Linked DNA regions of Capsicum annuum: region 1 is linked to region 2. A link is a contact called in public Hi-C data. All regions are on one chromosome and are shown on one strand. The core of a region is the stretch at or near the end of the contact, and the rest is flanking DNA. Distances in the headings are between cores, read along the strand shown. Region 1 overlaps LOC107852700 (mRNA-decapping enzyme-like protein). Region 2 overlaps LOC107852698 (nicalin-1).

The links. A called contact is a pair of places that touch in the nucleus more often than the background predicts.
Region 1: a contact with region 2 is called in a Hi-C map of leaf, with 4 times the contacts expected there. The contact joins two enhancer-like sites. A contact is called at or near these places in 3 of 5 Hi-C or Micro-C datasets (bud, leaf and placenta).

Annotation. Positions count from the first base shown.
Region 1 is chr1:64,393,325-64,397,587 of UCD10Xv1.1, reverse strand. LOC107852700 (mRNA-decapping enzyme-like protein) reads left to right here. Exons shown (of 8, transcript XM_016697738.2): 8 at 839-1,337. The coding sequence ends at 895. Among protein-coding and RNA genes, the nearest start is that of LOC107852700, 14 kb to the left of the region's middle. Within about 2 kb of position 1,572, at least 4 of the 5 cell types and tissues checked have an H3K27ac peak or open chromatin away from gene starts, as enhancers often do. A contact at or near this core is called in bud and leaf, where this site is marked.
Region 2 is chr1:64,244,325-64,248,843 of UCD10Xv1.1, reverse strand. It overlaps LOC107852698 (nicalin-1), which reads right to left. Exons shown (of 14, transcript XM_016697736.2): 12 at 4,192-4,293; 13 at 3,370-3,459; 14 at 2,682-3,182. The coding sequence ends at 3,120. Among protein-coding and RNA genes, the nearest start is that of LOC107852698, 20 kb to the right of the region's middle. Within about 2 kb of position 2,228, at least 4 of the 5 cell types and tissues checked have an H3K27ac peak or open chromatin away from gene starts, as enhancers often do. A contact at or near this core is called in bud and leaf, where this site is marked.

The sequences.
Region 1 (4,263 bases), core at 323-2,822, 150 kb before region 2:
ATTCTTAACCCATAGGACACTAGGTGCGAGCCCCATGTCATCTAAGTTGCTCCAATACAGTGTCTGACATCATCGTCTATCTCCTCAATTTCTTGGATTATTGACCCAAGATACTTGAAACTTCCTCTCTTGGGGATGACTTGGCGGTCAAAGAGACAATAAAACCCCAAATGTGAGGCTAATGATGGCGAAATATATAACTTTTTATCACATCAACTATGAACTCAACTATTGTTGCCTATTAACTTGAGGTCACTGAAGAAACTCATTATTTAAATCCTGAATGTGCCTATGTTGTCAAGGTCATATTGGGTGGTGATTACAATAATGGCCTCGGAGGTGGGTAGTCAAGCCCCATGGGCAAAACTTAAGTTTAACAAGTTTTGACTTTTAATTTTAATGATTTGCCTATGGATCAACATCATCATACCCAATATAACCCCATAAGTGGGTTATGGGGTAGATAGTGTACGTAGACCTTACCTTTACCTCGGGGAGGTATAGAGGGGATCAAAAGTTCAAGATCAACCCCTTTCAAAGTCATTGGGTGTAAGTTCTTGATATCATGTATTTCTTTTGTAGTGTACTGCAAACTAGTTATGAAGTCTGCAAATAGTTAGGAATTAGATATTTGAGTGGATTAGTAATCTAGTTCACAATTCATTAATTTCTTGTTTTGTTGGTGTAGCTAGTCGATTAGCTAGGCTGTTTTTGGATACTCATGTCTTCAGATTTTTCCTTAATCTATTTAGTGCCTATTTTTCTCTATTAGGACCCATGATTTGATATAAATTTTGTACTGACCTCTTATGCATCTGATTTTTGTCTTGCATAACAGGATGACCAATTTATTGACATTGTATACCGTGCTATTCTGAATGCTCATCACACATGATAAATAGAGGAACGTTTGCGCTTCACTTGGTGAAATCTCATTATGCAGCGCTACTGGCAGAAAGATGGCATCAAGTTCATCTCCTTTAGGTTATTACTGTTTATATTGTCTTTGAGACCCACCTTGTATAGTATTATGCTCCATAGTTTTACTAGTTTAGATTTGATGTTTTACCTTGTATACAGTGTTTATGGGTTTTGCCAGTCTGGAACTCCAATGCTTCATTTAGCCAAGTTCCATCCATGTGTTTTTTGGTCATTAAACAATAAACAATCATGTGAAAGATGTGTGCATTTTCAGCTTTGGTCTCTGCAAGGGTTAGTATTGTGTAAGCTGAATTGCAAGAAAGACTTGGGTGGGGTTAGTTGATTCTAAATTTTTTATATCGAAGCTACATTAGTGACACATCATACATCAATGAAAAAGTTCCAATTTGATATCAGTTTCGGATTGGTAGAATTAATTCGATCACTGCCTACATGCCAAAACATATGCTTTTCGATATTCCACCCAAGTTTTTTTCTTAGTTTTCCAGAGTACATATCTACCTCTTTTCGGAAATGGCCCAGATCAGTTCTCGACACTGACGTCGTTGCCTCAGCAAAATCAATGTATAATACGCCATACAGATGCCTCAGGTGAATCTTTTTCCTGGATTTGTCGATTGCAAAGCATCCCTCCAATATGTTGTCATTTCATTTGGCTAGCGTGCTACGTTCGCCTCCCAACTTCAAGTTGCTATTATGTTCCTCGTAAGTGAATCTATTAGACATTTGATTCCCATATTTGGCTGGCCCGTAATGCTACTCCATGATAACGATACAATTGTCTAACACCAATCTTTTCTTAAGGAACGTGTAAATGAAAATATGACAAGTATTTTGACATGGAGGGAGACTTGTCTTATCACAAAATTATCTAGACTGGCTACAAATCTCCCCTCCTAATTAATGGATAAAGCTTCTAACTCATACGAAGGGTACAATGAATTCATTAATATACCAAACTTGAACCTACTTCTTTCACACTATGGCAAATTTGGCTCCACTGGCAGTCGAAATTATTCAACTTATCGTCCTGCACGCCCTTAGCCAAACCAAGTGTTCTTCAGGGTAAGTATATTTTGTACTTATATATCAACCACAGTTCCTAAGATCCCTCTTCAATTTAAGTGGCAATCACCATCTCCTCAAACTTATAAACTTGAACACCAATGGTGCTATGAACACCACAACAGGATCTAGTGGTGTGAGACGAGTTGTGCATGATTCGAGGGGTAATTGGATCATGAAAAAGAACTCTATTTTCTTTTGCATTTTATGGTTGTTGTCTTGGGTGCTGCTATTTTCTTTCTGCAGTTGTTGATTTGGTGGGATTGTAGTAACCTAGTACACCGTCCTTAATTACAAGTTGCCTTATCTGATTTTGAGTTTGCCTATTTTTCAAAAAAGCATAAAAGTAAATAGTATTAATGTCACCCAGATTGAGCCATTGTATTCTTCATTTTTGTTTTGCAATACTCTCCTTGATCACAAGTCATTTCTTTGACTATTGTTTAGCTGCATTCTCCATTTGGACCAGTTCTGAGAACCCAGAATAGTCTGTTGTGTTTGAAAGGTAAGAATTTATACGTCTCTTTTAAGAGACTTTGATATGACCCATATATTTTTTATAATAAAATGTTGCCTTGTCTTTCAAGTAAAGTAATAAATCAGCCGAGTCATTTTTCTCTAAGTTATGCATATATTTTTTTGATGTCAAGAAATAACTATGAGAAGTCCCTAGGGTCAACGTTATATGCCTAAGAGTCTCTAGCTCACCTATAAATACGTCTGTGATTCCATCAATCTTGCATACATTTTTGATAGACATAGGCTAGAAGACTCTAGGATGATTCTTCTTTCTTTTGGATTACAAGTCGGTGATAAACCAAAGAGGATTCATACACTTGAGCAATCATGGCTGAAGTTAAGGGTGTACATGGACCGGGTTGATTCGGATTTTTTAATTAAATACCAAACAAAATCATTTTGCTGGGTTTTTAAATCTATGAACCAAATCAAATCAATAAAATTCAGGATTTGCAATCTCGGATTTTTCAGTTTTCTCGACTTGTTCGGATTTTTTCAATTTTTTTCTAGTAACGTCTTCATATACAACATATAATTTTTTTTTGGTAAAAAACATATAGTTAACTTGTGCTTTAAATATTTCTTTAGTCCTTGCAAGATACAACTATCTTAGTTGTTTCTTACAAAAAAACATAAAATATGAAATGAGTGATGACAAAAAAATATTCAACAACAACAAAATAATAATAATATCATAAAATAAATATTGCACATAAATAAGTTATAATAAAAATAATCATAATTTTAACATATTAACAACAACAACAACAATAAACCCAGTATATTCCCACATAATGGGGTCTGGGGAGGGTAGAGTGTACGCAGTCCATACCACTACCTCTAAAGAAGTAGAGAGGCTGTTTTCGATAGACCCCAGCTCAAGATAAAAGGCACTATACAAAAGAATCAAAAGCATAGAACATGATAAAATAACATAGGTACGACATCCACAAAAAATTTGTACATTGCCAAACAAAGGACACCAAAGTCCACCTAAATACTGCCTACGACTCATCCACACCCGTATCCCTCTATCCTAATACTTTTCCTCCATATCTTCTTATCCAGGGTCATGTCCTCAGTTAGCTGTAACTGCTCCATGTCATGTTTAATCACTTCTCTCCAGTATTTCTTCGGCCTACCCCTACCCCGTTTGAAACCTCCTAAGGCCAACCTCTCACACCTACGAATTGGGGCATTCGTGCCTCTCCTCATCACATGAACAAACCATCTCAACCTCACTTCCCATATTTTATCCTCCACTGACACCACTCCCACCTTCTCCCGAATAATTTCATTCCTAACCCTGTCAGCCCTTATGAATCCATACATCCAACGTAACATCTTTATTTCCGCCACCTTCAACTTTTGGCTATGAGAATTCTTAACCGGCCAACACTCTGCTCCATACAACATAGCAGGCCGAACTACAACTTTATAGAATTTGCCTTTCAGCTTGGGGACACCTTCCTATCGCATAAAATTCTCGAAGTGAGCCTCCATTTCATCCAAACTTCCCCAATACGGTGAGAGACATCCTCATTTATCTCTCTATTTTTCTGAATCGTAGACCCAAGATACTTAAAACTATCTCTCTTGTAAACCGCCTGAGAATCCAACTTCATTACCATCTCATCCTCTTGCCTCGAGTCATTAAACTTGCACTCCAAGTACTCCATTTTGGTCCTATTCAACCTGAAACCTTTAGACTCCAGGGTTTGTCTCCAAACCTCCAGC
Region 2 (4,519 bases), core at 979-3,478:
ATGAGCAGATCTAAACTGAGTTTCACTGAAATATATTTTTTTTAAAAAGAAAAAAATCTAACTTAGCTGAAAAATAAATTTAGATAAAAAGCATCAGATGAAGAAGGAAAAGTAGCAGCATACATTAATCTAAAGTCCGACGAACGCAAAAATCGTAGCTAATTACTGCGAATGTTTTGAGAAACAAGACTTATGATGTATCATTATCTTTGTTGTATAGTTTCAAAAGCCAATTACATTATACAGATAAATTTTTATTAAAACACATACTGAAATTAAATAGTAAAAAAAATTCATTCTACTAAAAGAGGTCTACTTATAAAATAAAAACATAAAAATTATCCTTGTTGAAGAAATAAATAAATATTTGAGGGAAAAATGAGTGAGAATGTATAGAAATTTACATACATACAGATATGGGAGAATTGGGATCTGTTGATGAGCGAAGAGTTTATTTTATAGGTTAATATGAAGAGTTTGTTGGCTTTTTATTTAATGAGTCGTCTATTTTCTAGTCTAGTCCGGAGAAGAAATATCATATCAGTTCTAAAAGTTGGTGTCATTAATTTTGTGATGAAAATAATAGCCACCTTGATAGATATTTGTGTGGTAGAATAATAATAATTATTTTTTAATTTAATTCTAGTATAAAAAATAATGAATTAATAAGATTTACAAAATTCTTCCTGGTAAACATTGAATTTTTTCTTCATATATTTATTTCTTATATTTTAAATTTTCTAAGTTAAAAATCTTACTTTGTCAAAATTTTCAATATTTCATACTTTTAATATTTATGTTTGTTGCTCAAAAAATACTATCATGCATGAACTTGATGGGTTAAATTTTAAAGTTGTTAACCTATTTAAAGATAAAAAATTTTATTCATTATTAATTTTTTATTATTTATTATATATTGTGTCCTTAATTTTGTGGTGGAAACAATAGCCACCTTAATAAATATTTGTGTGATAGAATAGTAATTAATAAGATTCCTTTTAAAGGTATTTTAATATTTATTTTTTAATTATATTTTTTTATTAAGTGGGACAAAATAAGAATAAAATAGACACATCAATAGATATTCTTAAAAAGATTTGTTTTATGAATAGATATTCACATTTGTTAGAGAAGTAGAAACGTGAAAAGATATTTTTCTACAATTATTACAATATAATAAAATAGATATAAGATACAAAAAATATCCTTAATTATTAAAATAGATGTGAAATTTCAAATCTACCCTTGGTCGTCCTCAACTCTCCTTTCTATCTAGTAGAAATAATAATTTAGATCTACACAAAATTTTCATCACATTATTTGCTATGAAAACTTATCCACTGATTCTAGAACCTAGATGCACATAGAATTGAATACCAACTTTTGAAAATTAAATATAACTAAAACATGAACAAAATTTGTACTAGACATTTTTTCTAGTTTTGTTTTTGCGCTATCCCATTTCATTCTACTCTTTATTCAATTGTAAGCAATCTACTAGCATTGCATGTTGAAAGAGAAATATATTTATTCACTGGAAAAAAAAATCGACCAATAGAACTGAGGGAGGGGTATATTTCTTTGTGTCCTTTTTGTGGGTCAAGTCGGGTGGGACGGGTTAAATTTGTTTTTTCTTAAAAAAAAATAGGACATTCAACATTGATTTGAGCTTTTCTATTAAAAGAATTGTACACTTAAAGTTTCTTGGTAATTCTAATCACCTTCCCGGAAGGGTATTTGAATCAGCTAAGCCTCCAACCAAAACAACCCAAATACATCAATTGCTAAAAGAACAAACTTTAAGTCTTACGAACATAACCTTTTGTACCAATAACCAATGGCTAAGAGCTCTTCCGGTACACTAACCAACGGCTAACCAACCTTTTGTACCACTATATCTACCACTGATGTAGCTACCATACTAGCAAATTAATCATGTTTCAGGTCTTCTAAAACTGCTTACTTGGAACACTAGGTTATTGCAGTTAATTATTCTGGTGAGAGTAAGAAATAAGCAACAAGAGACACGGTGAAGGAACCAAAGGAAAGTTATTTTTTAGGTGTTTAGAATTACCAAGTGCTCTGTAGGTGTAATTCTAACCACCAAAGGGTTAATCTTTTTAAAGAAACGCTGATTGAAATCAAGCAAATTACCAACTATGAAATATTTGGGGGCCAAGCAGTATGTTTAACAGAAAACATTTACAAAACGCTTGAACATTTATTGGCCAGTGAGACACAACAATCAGAGCAACCCCCCCCCCCCCCACCCACACACACACACAACCACCCAACCCACCCACACAGAGACACACAAAGCAGTACACTCGCACAACCTCTAGTTTGTAACCAATGCACTAGCTTTGATCTCATTTTGTAATTTGTCATCACTGTTATTGTCTGTATATATATTTCCTTGAAGACGTACCAATTTCATTTCTTTATTGCGTCGTATATTTGTGGTGCTCAAATTGTTGTTAACTCCTTACTAAACATCCTCCAATATCTACTTCTAATCCATTGTAGCGTTGAGAGAGTCTCTTTTTTGGATATGAATGTCAGACACGACATTGTGGTAATTTTATTAAGTACTATTGAATAAGAATAGTAATTGTATATAGGGCAAACTAGTTCACTTGTTTACCATTTCAATTCGAGACATGGCCTGTCAATATGCAAAGTTTGAATATGGAAGGAGCCATTTTAAAGCAAGACAATTACTACAAATAATCCACTTTTGTAAGTGAAATCAACATGAACTTACAGGCTTTTGAAAAGATTCTCTAAAGCAAAAGAAGCCTGCATCTTTTTGGAACATAAATACATTCAATCTGCCAAAATTGACGCCCTACGTCCGCTGGTATACATGTTTAGAACTCATAATCCTATGAGAAAAGCCGGCTGCGAGAATGACATTCTTATCTCAGTTAAAAAAATGACTGGGAAACCTACCAAAGCAAAATATGTGGAGCTTTTCCATGAAATGCTAAATGTTTACATGACGATACATTGAACCACTGATAACAACTTGCCGAAAATGAGCTTCCTTGAGATTACAAAAAGTAACATCTGCTTCTTGATTCACAAGCACCTGATGCAGAAATGTCCTGCTTCAGGAATCAAGCGGTTTTTACTTTCCGTGATGGGGGGCGACGGAATAGACTAATAAGATCGTCAAGACCCTGCCAAATAATACCATCAGATTGGTTAGATGAGTTTACATTTTCTTTTCTTTGTATTTATATTTTGATTGGTACACACATCTAGGAGGTTTTTTAAGTCTTTGTTATAAATTCATCATATTTTGGAACAGCTAAAATTTGTATATGAAAATAAGAGAATCAGGATCAGGTAAACCAGAATACATACCCTGGTGGTGATAAAAAGAAAACTGAAAAGTGTAATCAAGTATGATCCTAGAACCAACAGCAAAAGCAAGTCAAATGTCACGCTGGCAACCTGCAACGGGAACAATTTAAGCGGTTAATCGCAAAAGTAAATAAATGGAGAAACGAAGATTAAACTGTAGACGGTTAAGAAACAAATGCAACTGACAATATGACTGTATAAATATTGGTGTTTAAAAAAATGGACAGGTTACTCAAGCTTAAAATCAGCAACCAGTGGAATAGGAAAACTTTCCGAGTTACAAAACTAGGTCTGAATGTTATAATCAGTGTCAGAGATGCTTATTTCTTTTGTTTTTTTCTGATGAAAATAAGTGGTCGTAAATGCTCATATTCATCACCACATGAGACATGGAACACTGGTGGCAAGGCGAGAGCTGCACGACTACGACCCTTTCTGTCCATATAATCACTCTTCAAGTCTAAACCTACTGACCCCACTAAACCAAACTTCAAACTACTACTCCTGCATTGTCTTTCTGCATGCCAGATGAAGAGATCTCATTTGCTTCTAATGGTAAGGTCAGGTTTAGTATCTTCTTGTATTTTAAAGGCTCATCTTTATGTAGGTTATTTTGAACATCTTCATTAAAGAAAGTTTTGCTGAATATTTTATAGAGGCAGCTCATGGAAATGTTGATCAATTAGACTATACAAAAAAAGGTCCTCAGTCAATACATTTAAGCAGAAAATTGTATTTCTAACTTCTACAAATTATACTATTATTTGCATTACGTTACAAACCACAGCTAAGCTAACAGAATGGATGGAGTTATTTACACACCTGATATATATGCAACTTGCCACTAGTTGAATCGTAAAAAGTGAACATTCCATCTAGAATCTCATGCTGTACATTCACCTCTGCAGTATGATCCGCTAATTCCTGCAGAGACACCGAAAGCACATGTTGGTCAAAACAAGAAAATAAAAGACACAGATACCTTAAGGAGCTCAAATTGAAGCATGTCAGTGCTCAAGAGAAAGCCTGACGAGCTAAATTTTGGTCCAACCTACATCTTCATGCTCACCAGTGGCATGGGACACCATCAAAGGTTAAAGATGTGCATAAAACTAATAGACCAGGCAATTTTCGACCAAGTAATAGGTAA